2 separate regions of the Mus musculus genome follow, and region 2 is linked to region 1. The links are chromatin contacts, called in public ChIA-PET maps. All regions are on one chromosome and are shown on one strand. Each heading gives the region's core, a stretch centred on a gene start, on an enhancer-like site or on the middle of the called end of the contact. The rest is flanking DNA. Distances are from core to core; before and after follow the strand shown.

Evidence for each region. ChIA-PET counts read pairs in DNA pulled down with a chosen protein or histone mark.
Region 2: a contact with region 1 is called in an RNA polymerase II ChIA-PET map of memory CD8 T cells, with 6 read pairs. The contact joins the promoter of Adprh here to the enhancer-like site in region 1. A contact is called at or near these places in 3 of 39 promoter capture datasets (the 3T3-L1 cell line, liver and pre-B cells), 1 of 115 datasets of contacts at active chromatin or transcription factors (memory CD8 T cells) and 1 of 9 other capture datasets (adipose tissue).

What each region holds. Positions count from the first base shown.
Region 1 is chr16:38,236,700-38,242,608 of GRCm38.p6, forward strand. It overlaps Gsk3b (glycogen synthase kinase 3 beta), which reads left to right. Exons shown (of 11, transcript NM_019827.7): 11 at 3,803-5,909. The coding sequence ends at 3,870. Among named protein-coding and RNA genes, the nearest start is that of Nr1i2, 55 kb to the right of the region's middle. Within about 2 kb of position 3,257, at least 77 of the 459 cell types and tissues checked have an H3K27ac peak or open chromatin away from gene starts, as enhancers often do. A contact at or near this core is called in memory CD8 T cells, where this site is marked.
Region 2 is chr16:38,450,085-38,455,993 of GRCm38.p6, forward strand. It overlaps Adprh (ADP-ribosylarginine hydrolase), which reads right to left and starts at 2,605. Exons shown (of 4, transcript NM_007414.3): 1 at 2,445-2,605; 2 at 45-399. The coding sequence starts at 357.

The DNA.
Region 1 (5,909 bases), core at 2,007-4,506:
TACACAGATGCGTTTTTTAAAAAAGAAAAACGAACTTAGTTTTATGAAAGCAGTGAGTGGTAGGTGCTGCTTCTAGAAAATTGTGGGTTTATGTGTGCAAGCACGTCCTGTCCTATTAAGTCAGATGTCACCTGGAGATTTCCACTGCCTCGTAAAGGAATTTGAAATCTTGATTCAGCTAATGAGTGTTTTATGGTTCATTCTGAATGTTTCTTAAGTATTCTTCAGATTTCACTTACTGGCCTTAACTTACCTGCTTACTTTTATTTATTTTTTCTTCATTATTCCTTAATTAGATGTTTTTTAACTTAAAAAAGAAAGAGAGAAAATATTTCCCATAACCCCATGTGCTTCAGTTCTCTACCCTGAACAGTCAAGCCTCTTCCTGCTTCTCTGGGATCCGCAGATCAGATATGAGTCGTCTCCCTGACAGGCCACGGGCCCTGGTGGGTGGGCTAGATCACAGGCTTCTATGTTCTGCTTATAGTTTTAAAATGACTGATGACGTCTTTGGTATCTTGTGCCAAGTCTCTTTCTAGGAATAACATAGAAAGAATTGAAAATGAGTTGCTAAGGAAGGATTCCTCTCCCTTATTATTAGCTATGAAAATCATAATAGGTGTTATGAAGAGAGAAGCAGAAACTGACTGTAGGTGGGGCATTGAGCCTGCTGGTGTAGATTATGATTTTAGTCTCAGAGCACACACTTGGGGGACACACTTTGATCAGTGAAGGGTAGCTGTGTTTATTCCTGCAACTGATAACAAAAGACATTGCTTTGCATTAGGGCTTGTTTCCACTCAGAGCAGCTTCACTAAATTACCTCTGCAGTATAAATAATAGATTTCTGGATGCCAGAACTTTGTTTTATGGGACCTGACATGTCATGAGATTTCTAACCATTAACCTAAATACTGGCTTTAGACTGGAGTTGGCAGAGCATAATGACAGAAATAAGGGAAATGAAATGCATTTGAGTTCTCAAATGTACATACATTTATACAGGTTAATTTGATTATCTAAAATATTCCCTTACTAATATGTCACTTGTAGAAATATTACAATTTTAATAACTGTGGTTTTTGGAAAACTTGGAAAGTGTTTTGAACAAATAAGGCACTAAATGTTGTTCTTTCTTAATTACAGCCTAAGTAGCCACATGTAGCCTAAGTAGTCACTTTGGCTTCGTTGGTCAGTATAAATAGAACGTTCCCGGCATCAGAGCTGGACCATACTGTACGCATTTCTTTGCATTAGAGCCGTTTTCTCTTCCAAACACACACTTTGGAAAGACTGATTTCATGGTGCAGAACCATCAGGACCTCAGCTCCTGTGTTTGTTCTCTGTCCTCTCCTCCCAGCCGATTCCACATGGATGTGCCTTTCTCAGGCCCTGGGGCACAGGTTAAAGTGTGACCCTCCACTGTTTCCCAGTTTGCACACTTGGTAATCACACTGCGCCCCAGAATGCATGAGAATTGCTGTACAAATGAGGAGTGGAGGAGAAACAGAAACCAAGATGATGACTTTCAGGTTTGTGTCCTGAAAAGCTTAGCTAAGGTAGTTTGTTCTTTAGTGTTAGGATGGGTCATCCATGGAATTAACATGCACGGACAGGTCCAACCACTCCTTCTGGGGACACCTTAGGTAGCTGAGGGCTTTCCATCATGTCAGTTGTCTTCTCCTACACCAAGTGGTCAGTAGAGAGAATAAGGCAGAAGCCATCTGTTAGGTCCTTCCTTAGAAATCACACACCGTAATCTTTGCAGTGGGCATGGGTGCAGAGTCACCGATGTCATCTTGGGAGATGCTGCAGTGCATCAGGATGACCTTAGGCCGTCCTTCCTCTTCCCAGAGCAAGTGGTTTGTGACATTGTCCATTCCCTCTCAAGTCTGTTCTGGGATGGAGGCATGGTTTCTGTAGGACCTTGAGAAGGGCGAGAGTGAGAGTGAACATTGTTTCTAGAGGTGGTTGACCTAGTACAGGGTCAGCTCTGCACTTGTTTTCAGAATGCTTTATTCTCTACCCATCCCATACAGAGTGTTTGACTGCTCCAACTGTCTCTTCTGTATATTCTGTTCTGTCTTCATATAGTAAAGATGAGCTGTTCTGTACAGCAGCCCCTACACCACATTGAGCCTCTAGCCAGCTTTTCTTTTGTTTGTTTGTTTGATGCTTTTTTAAAATACAAATTAAAAGCGTAATTTTGCATATAAAGGATTTGCTTGTATGTGGAATCATTGTCTCTCTCACTGTGTAGACAGAGATGGTCACCACACCTGGCAAAAAGACTTTGGTAATCATGATTACCTGTTAAAGACTCCTTATCACATGGTTTGGATACAATGCTGAGAACAATGATGAGATCGTTAGATTTTAAATCTGAGGAACATGAACACCCAGCAGATTTTATTATTCAGATAGGAAGCTCATTTCCAGTTACATGATCACATAAAATGTTTGTGCTTTTCATGCTGATCATGCAGACAGACTTTGAATTTACTCAGAGGAAGGGGAGGATGGTTGGTATGAATGGGCTATAGCTGGTAAAGGGCATCTGACGATTAGTTGTTACAAAGGACTTTACCAAAAGAGTAATTACCCGAAATGTGCAGGTTGCTGGTAGGGGGAGTATTTACTGTATTCACCTTGGCAGGCATCTGCTGGCAACCCTGGTAGCCACCATGGCCAGAGCTGCCTACCATACTAGTTGATATGTGGATGTGATAGGTATCCATTAAGTCCTGGGTTGTAAGATAGAACAAAAGTTCCTCCTGGCATCTTCTGCTGAAAGTGGGTGTCATTTGGTGATGACCGTGCATTTGTTGACAATTGTGTAGAACCAGGAAATGCTATTAGGAACATTGCAATTCTGAAGTAACTCTGGTTTTCCAGCCTGCTTCTGAAATGTTTTTAATTAATGCAGCCTGTGCCTGAATTCTAAAAATGATGAAGAAAGCCCTGATGTGATCTGTCTTCTAGACAGGAATTCATGTTGAGTTAGTAGTACACCAAATTTAGGTGGCTGTGAACAGAAAACTCCCTTCTAGTAGGGCATGTCTAAGGAAGTCATGGTTGAAGCCTTAGACCTGACTCTTCAGTGCTGAGAAAGCCGCCTGCTGCCTTCGGAAGGAGGCTCTGGTTCATGTGCCATGCACCTGTGAGCTAGATGTTTCCGTGCTCTGGCAGCGTGACTCTGTGGTATCTATAAGGAAGTAGAACTAAAAGCATTCCCCTGTTGACTGCCCCCTAGTGGGCTAAAGGAATGGAAGGGCAGATTATTTGAGGAACAGGAAAATGCAGAGTTCAGAGAGGAAGTGCAGTTTTTAGAAAGTGGTCGTGAAGTTGATAAACTGAACAGCTTACCCTTAAGTGGTAAGGTTCCTATGTGTTCTTGGCATCTGCTGTGTCTTCACTTGTCCAGGCCCTTAGCAGATGGCCTGTTGGAACACGGCTCAGGATCTTTAGCTAGTGTCATTTATTTTCAGTAAGCTAGACTCCAACCTGAGTACTGCCGGTCAGTACTAGCTATAGCAAAGCCTTGACAGAAGTGACCTCAAATTCCTGAGTCTGTGATGCATTAAGTGTACTGCCACACGCACATACACCACACACGCATGTGCACGCACACTTGTGCCATCACTGAGCTCCTAGCAGAAAGGAAGTCCTGGTGCTGTGTGTTTGAACCCACATAGGCAATGACAGCTCTGGTAGGCCTCAGCACTGTGCGGTGAGTGGTGTACTTGTGCTCTTTGCAGTGTTATAACGTTGCTCACGCTTTCTTGGGCCTTTGGATTTGCAGATACTAATGCTGGAGACCGTGGACAGACCAATAACGCCGCTTCTGCATCAGCTTCCAACTCCACCTGAACAGCCCCCAGGAGCCAGCTGCGCGGGAAAGACCAGCACTTACTTGAGTGCCACTCAGCAACACTGGTCACGTTTGGAAAGAAAATTAAAAAGAGGAAAACAAAAACAAAAACAAAAAAACCCTGTTCATTTTAGTGTTCAATTTTTTTTATTGTTGTTCTTATTTAACCTTGTAAAATATCTATATAAATACAAACCAGTTTCATTGTATTCTCACTTTTCAGGAGATCCAAGAGGTGGGGAGGGTTGGGCGGGGAGGAGCAGAGCATTAAACACAATCTCTCCCACGACAATCTTTTCTTTTCTTTTTAAAGTCAGAAGTCCGCTATTGTATACCTTAAAAACCAGACTCCTGCCTCACGCCCCCACCGCAACAGAAGAAAACCTGTTCTGTGCTGGTTTATTTTCTGGATTTGTTTTCTTTTAAAGCCTGGCGTAAGACTTTGATACAGTGCACAGCTTGAAATTGGTTGGGAGCTTAGCAGGTGTAACTCACCAGGGACTTACTGTCACTTGTACAATGTGTACTTATCCTTAGGATTTGAAGACTTGCCTTTGGCGTGTGATGTCAGGTATGACAGACAAAAAAAAAAAAGACAAAGAAAAACCAAGGTGTATTATTGGTAGCCCAGGGAGGTCACTAAAATCTGAAGCTCTAAGGGAAGATCAGAGATGGATTACTTAAGGTTTGTTTTGCTCTTGACCAGTGCAGGTGTTGCAGATGCCAGCTTAGGAAGGCTGCTGCCAAAGGAGAGAGCGCGACAGAGTCTGTTGGGCCCTGAGGTAGATCTTGGTTCACCTGACCAAAGGCCGCCTGCTTCTCCCGGTATTGTTTTGAGCTGGTACCCTAGGATGAGGCTGGAGATGGTGTTAAGGGGGCAGCTCTGGGTGCATCGGAAAGCGAAGAACAGGAAGGTGGCAGGCCAGGGGCAGATCTCACCACTGTGAGTGAGCTTGTCCAGATTTTAATAAAGTCGTTTCCCTTAGAAAAACACTTGAGAGAAGACATCATAGCTAAGTAATGTGAACTGTTAGCCAGCCTACTGCTTTGTTTTCCTTACTTTAATTGAAAACCAAGCTTGCAAGAATTGCCACATTCTTATGCATAGCTCTAATTTTAAATCCAAATCTAGACTCTGTATTTAATTTCTGCTTTTTTAACATCATGCTTTTTAAATTTATTTATTGATGCATGTCAGATCGGCCACTATGATTTTAAGTGGTAGTAATATTAAAAACCACACATCAAAATAATAAAGTCACTTGTATCTGCTGACTTTATAGGAAAACTGATTATATTAATGTGTATATATGTTTTATATATACATATATTCAATACTGCCTTTTCTTTTTGTCTACAGTATCAAAATTGACTGACTGAATCATGAAAAGAATGTTCCCCCACCATCACCATTAAGAGTTTTATTTTTGTTTTCTTTGTTTATCAATGAATGGTGTAAGAATCAGTCTCTTGTTTTTTGAAGAAAAAGCAATATTCCTTGGAAAGCAAGGTGGATTGAAGGATTACGTTTGTGTGAGGAACAGAACTCATAACTAGTTTGTTGATACTTTTAAGGTTGGTGTCTTTGTGGGCCTTATATACTCTAAAATGAACCTTGGTGCTTATGGGCCATTACTTGACCTATGAATCTTTAAGGCACAATCAGTTATCTTTTACATTTAAAGATCACTTGAGTAATGGCCACCGCTCCTTCCTTCCTTCCCACTCCCTCCCCACACATCTGCTAAGGTGAGCTGATGACTAGGGCTGTAGGGCCCTTGGTTATGTATGAGACACAGACTCCTTTACCCTCATTACCTGACCTTAAGTCACGTTGAGGTCTTGCCCTCCAGGTGGTTAGGAAGAGGAGTCTCTTGGCGGCCCTTATACAGGCCCTAGCACCCTGCCTTGCTTCTCCGACCGTGTGTGTAACTCTCCAAGAGAGTTGTATTGTCTGCCGAAATGAGTTGATGCTAGAAAGACATCAGTGAGGCTGTGCGGCTGGCTGATCTCTTCAGGCCACCGAAGGGGTTTCTCA
Region 2 (5,909 bases), core at 1,355-3,854, 210 kb after region 1:
CCCGCTTCTCCATCCTCGGGAACCTCCCAGAGACTGGCACTCACCTGGTGCCCGGCCATCCATGTCTCCCATGCAGTCCCGGTAATGTTTGGCTAGTAGGGAATACAGCCGAGGCAAATCCGGGGACTGGCCGGCTTCCATGAGGGCCTCCGCTGTGGCCAGGTGCATGACGGTATCATCACTGACTCTCCATCGTGCCACATCTATGGCTTCCAAGTCACCCATCTGGGCCAACTGCTGGTGTATCGTCTCCCCATCCCGAATGAACTCCCACTTCCCGTTGAAGTAGCCCAAGGTATCTCCAGCCGCGCTCAGCACCATGGCAGCCACATACCTCTCAATCAGCCCCCCACCCATGCTGAGCTTGGCACAGGCGGGCTTATGGGGCAACGGAGACTCCTGGAGAAGAGCAGAGGAAGATGAATCGGAAAACAAACATCTACACTCTCCCCACAGGCCCTGCCTTAAGCCTAACCCATTCGATCGTCTTCTATGAGGGATTTGCTGCTCGAGGGTCTTAAGCAAGAGTAAGTCAGTCATCGTGGAGAGAATGCAGCTCTGTAAATATTAAGAGAACTGAATCAGGCCACAGAGCTAGCGGGGAGGGCTGGGACTCTATCACAGCCCAAAGCTCGACTCCAAAGCTTGTCTCCAGCTGTGTCGTGGTCTCTCGAGGAGTGGCCAGCCCATTAAAACCCACAGGTCAAGCCAGGCCTGCCATCTTCTCCATCACCTGATATTCGCTTTGGAAGATCTCTCTCTCTTTTGTGCGGAGAGTGACACTACAGCTAACTGTTTACAGATGAGGAAATGGAAGCTAAGTTTACATAATCAATAGGTACAGACCATGGAATCCGACCTAGTTCCCTGCCGCCAGAATGCTTCATATTACATGGTCTGGGCCCTGGCCTTAACTTTGGGCTCAGGTAAAGTGATAATGGAAAAACCCAGATGTGTAATGAGGGATGAATGAATGAATGAATGAATTTCCATAAAGTACATAGTGAGCACAACTTTGTGATTATTTTTATTATCCATCTACAACCAATTCTATAAGCAATTTTCCCTTTACCAGCAATATTTAAAAATTTTTAAATGATTTAGTTTTATTTACATATTCTAGTTTATATTCAGTTTTATTTACATACTCTAGTTTTTTGGCTTCACTGGTATCTGTGTGAGGGTGTTGGGCCCCCTGGAACTGGCTCTGTGAGCTGCCATGTGGGTGCTGGGAATTGAACCTGAGCCCCTCTGGAAGAACAGCCAGTGCTCTCAAACTGCTGAGCCATGTCTCCAGCCCCTTGTCTGTCTTCTATATGGTAAAAGTTCTATAGTGCCGGGCTGCAAATGCTATTCCCACCACAAATGAAATCCTTGCTAAAGCCCTGGCTTCCCGGTGTACACATTTTCTACTCTACTCAGGCCAGGGCTCCATGACACCCATTCCGTGTGGTGATTCAGTGTTCCACTGTCTGCCCCCTCCACGCACCCAGCCTCCCCATGAACAGGGGCAAACACTCTTAGGGGCAAAAAGACCTAGCTCACCCCTGCCCTCAGCCCAAGCTCTTCCCATCCACCTGTCTTTCTTCCTCTAACCGCCATTTTAGGTTTAGTTCAAGCCCAGGTACCTCCACCATCCATCTAGTCACACTGCTCAGGTCTAGGGCACAGGCCAGCAGAGACCTGGAGAAGCAGTTAAGGGTAAAGATCTGGCTTTTCCATGCTTGATCCTGATTACATGTGTGTGTGTGTGTGTGTGTGTGTGTGTGTGTGTGTTGTGTGTGTGTGGTGTTGTGTGTGTGTGTTTTATGTATAAATAACGGCTAGGAACTAGAGTTCTGTAGTCTCTTGTGTTAGCTCTGTGACCACTAACAATCCTCTCACGCTGGAGTTTCCCATCTGTTTCCCATCTGTGGGGGAGGAAGGCCTCGTTCTCCGAGGTCCTGTTTTGGCCCAGGTTTTCGAAGCCCTAGCTTTGTTAACCTCTGAGAACTAAGGACTAACGCCCCCACCTTCTCCTCCCAATGCTCCAGGTTCCCTTTTTGAGCTCTCCATGGAAGAGTGTGGGAACCTACGGAGGAAGTAGCCAGTATCTTTTCTCTTTGAAATTCCTTTTCACCTTGGCACATGCATCCATCCTGGCCCAGACCCACCCTTCAGAAGTCATTATTCCTTAACCCACTCTAAACGGGCACAGGTGACAAAGCCATCAAACTATACAATCAAAGCCGAAGTACACTTCGGGATTTCCCATTGGTTTCCTGGCCTGGGTAGAAAGAGGAATAGGGAGAGGGGATGAGGGGAGGGGAGGCCGCGATGCACTCAGGAAAGTCTTGGTGGCCACTTTGAGGACACTGGCCTAGCACCAGTCTGGAGGTGAGAGCGGGACCGAGCGGGTACTAAGGTCAGTAAGAGGAGAGTGGCTCGGGGACTCCTGGCTGTACCTGCTGAGGCGGAGCTGAGAGCGTGGGGCGGGATCGGGGTGGTCCAGAGCCGAGGGCAGGATTGCCCGAGCTGGAGGCGGGGTACCGGGCGCAGGAGTCCTGCTGTGGGCACCCAAGCCAAAAGCCGAACAGGGGCGGAGCCGCGGGCCGGGCGGGTCGCTGGCGCACAGCGGCTTCCGGCGGAGCTGCGTCCTCCCGCGTCCTCCGCACTGGACGGAAGGAGGAAGGGGCGGTGCTGGGGGCGCCCAAGCCTTGCGCATCAGCTCGGGAACCGCTCCGCGCTGCGTGTGGGCCGAGTGGAGTGGTGTCCGGCCAGCCTCGTGCTCGCCCTGCCAGGGTTCTGCCCTGCCAGGGTTCTGCCCCGCGGACCGTTGGACTCCCAGAGCCTGGTACCCACCGCCCAGAGCGGCTTGGGCTCACCGATTCTAACCCTAGTCCGTTCAGCCGTGGTTCTGCGTGCTCTCCACAGAAGGGTTTCAAACGGGAGCTTAGAGGGGAACTCTTAAGGTTCTTTCCCCTAAATTATGACTCTGGATTTGTTAAAACCCTAAGGTGGCAATGGCGGCGTTGAGCCCAGATGTCAGGTTCCGAGAATAAACGTGTGCCAGTGAACACTCCCCCGTACCCTCGACCCAGCTCGGTACAGCCTCGTCTCCGGAAAGGCACAAATCGGGCCTTGTGCTTAAATGGAGTATCTGCTTCTATACAGTGACCCTGACGCACATCAAAGATCCTGCTTTGACTCCTTAGACTTAAGATCAGAACATGTCTGCTCAAAAATTTCAGACCTACTCCCAAGAACTCACATCCCCTCTTCTATGTCTTCAAAACAGAAAAAAAGGAAAGACTTATCTGGGAAGGAAACTTGAACTGAACATTTAACATCTATTAATTTTGGCGTTGGTGACTCTATTCTTGTGTAAATAAATCTATTAATCACAATAATAAAGGAGGTGTTCACGTGGAGTTTAGGGACTTTTATTAAGCAAAAATAAATTGATAAGTCATAGGAAAGTTAATATATTTAATAAATGTGTGTGTGTTGCTTGGAAGGGTAAGCATCAAATTGCAAATAATTAGAAGAGGAACAAGAAGCTTTCCGAGTAAAGAGAGGAATGAAGGAAAATTAAATTTTGATTTATTTTTTGAGACTAGGCTGGTCTCAAACTCGTGATCCTCCTGCCTCTACCTTTAGAATGCTAGAATTTCAGTCTTACAACACCACACCTAGTTTATATCTTTTAGAATATTTTTTCTATATTATATCTAAAGATATTTTAGAGAAAAATAGAAACTAGATGTTACCCCTGATACATATATCAGTCTTTATGGTATGCATATGATTTTAAAACAATGGGGTCATTTTTTAAATAGAATTTTATATCCTTTCTTAAAAACTGGCTTTATCAACTACTAATGTGACTCCAAATGTCCACAAACATTAACACTTCCACAATAAGCCAACTTCTAGTTTGATACAATAAAAAGGGTGAGGCCCTGGGGTCCAGCTGCTCTCTCACCAGATCGCGGTTAAAACTGTTTTAAAAGAGAAAAGATTCACTGAGGATCAGAAAACAGAACAGTCCAAGACAGCTTTGACACTGCATAGACCCAAATGTGTTGAGTGCGGATGACACTGTAACACTATGAGTGTTCTGACTGATAAAGCTTAGGGACCGTGCACTAGCACCCCTGCACACTGACAGGAAGTAGTTCATATGCAGGGTGGGTTGGACTCTCTAACAGAGACTAACAGTGGAACAGCAGCAAGGGCCAAAGGAGAACAGAGCACAGGATAGACCAGAAAACTCCTCAGAATAATAAACGCAGAGAGTGCGGAAACTGGAAAGCCAGGGACGGAGACGTGGAAAGCCAAAAGCAGCTGCTATGTGGTCCATTCAGGAAGACTAAGATGATATCTGAGCAGCTAACTGTATGTCCTCTTGGCTGGACCACAGCACCCAGATTGTTCAAATCTTCCTCCAGATGGGAAGGTATTTTACAGCCGAGATTAGCTTTTATATCAATAAACATGAGGTACAGTGGATTATCCTCCATAATGTGGGCAGGCCTCATTGAATCACTTAAAGATCTTAAGAGAGAGGACTCCCCTCCCCCTGGAAAAAGAGAATTCTGCTAACTGACAGCCTTAGAGGTACAGAAGGAGACTCTACCTCGACACAATGGCAAAAGTAGAATGCACATGTCCTTAAAAATAGTTTACGTCATCAGACGGCACCTCCATGGGAGTATTTGTTCAACTCATCCCATTCTAGTGAGGAAACACAGACCAGTTAAGAGAGTTCCTTGGAGTTTGTGTGATCTGGTTATGCAAAAAGAATCAGGCCTGGGGCCCATAATTAGCCTTCCCATTCCCATACTGCCGCTTAGAAAAAAAAAATCACAAAATGACTTGCAGCTAAACACTGGTTATGTTAAAGGCACATAGCCTGATTTTTATATTCTATGTTCCTCCCCTTCCCCAGTAGTCTTAAGCATCTTGTAAATATAAAACTTGTAAAGAAAAATATCGGCATGGTGGTGGCACACACCTTTAATCTCAGCACTCGGGAGGCAAAGGCAGGCGGATTTCTGAGTTTGAGGCCAGCCTGGTCTACAAAGTGAGGTCCAGGACAGCCAAGGATATACAGAGAAACCCTGTCTCGAAAAACAAAACAAAACGAAGCAGGCAGTAATTACAGTGAATAAACGGGTGGGGGGAGGCTTGGTGACAGAGACACTTGATGAACTGGCAACTGAATGTTAGGAAAAGCTTAACCCTTCGAAGCAGAACAGAAAGACAGCAGGGGAAGTCCTTCTTGTTTGTCTCCACAGGCCAGGGCTTCCCAACCTTTGGTAGAGACCTGCCAGTACATTTTGAAATCTTCTCTGGTGACTTCCTAGCCAAGGGCTTCCGTTGCTGCATTCCCACTTTTGTTGGATTCCCCCACCAGACGGGCAGCCCTCCTGGCTCCCCAAACCCACTTCATTTCCCGAACTTGCAAAAGGCCTTCCATGCTCCAACCACAGCTACTCACTGAGGAACTTCACTGGCCACGGGGCTCTCACAGAGAACGCAGCCTTCAGGGGAGAACAAAAACAAGAACGGGGTGTTTGTCAGGTGATTTTTCTTCCACGGCCCCTGTGCCCCACGGCCTGCACTGATCAACCTGGACCCACCACTGTAAGTCCGCTCTCACTGCTGTCTCTAGAAGACTTCCGGACACACTGCAGTAGAGAAAATTCTAGAAGGAGACATTCAGCTGCCTTGTCCTTCCAACCTGTTCCTCCTCCCTCAGAGGTGTCAGTCCCTCACACCCTGGGTCTTGCTCTCTATCCTAAACTGCTCCCTGAAGGGAACCCCTGACGCTTCTTAGGGTGGGGTGCCTTTAAAGAACCAACAGGCCATCTGAGGAGCCGCCTGCCCCCAAAGAAATAAACATCTAAGGTTCTGTAGCAGTATGA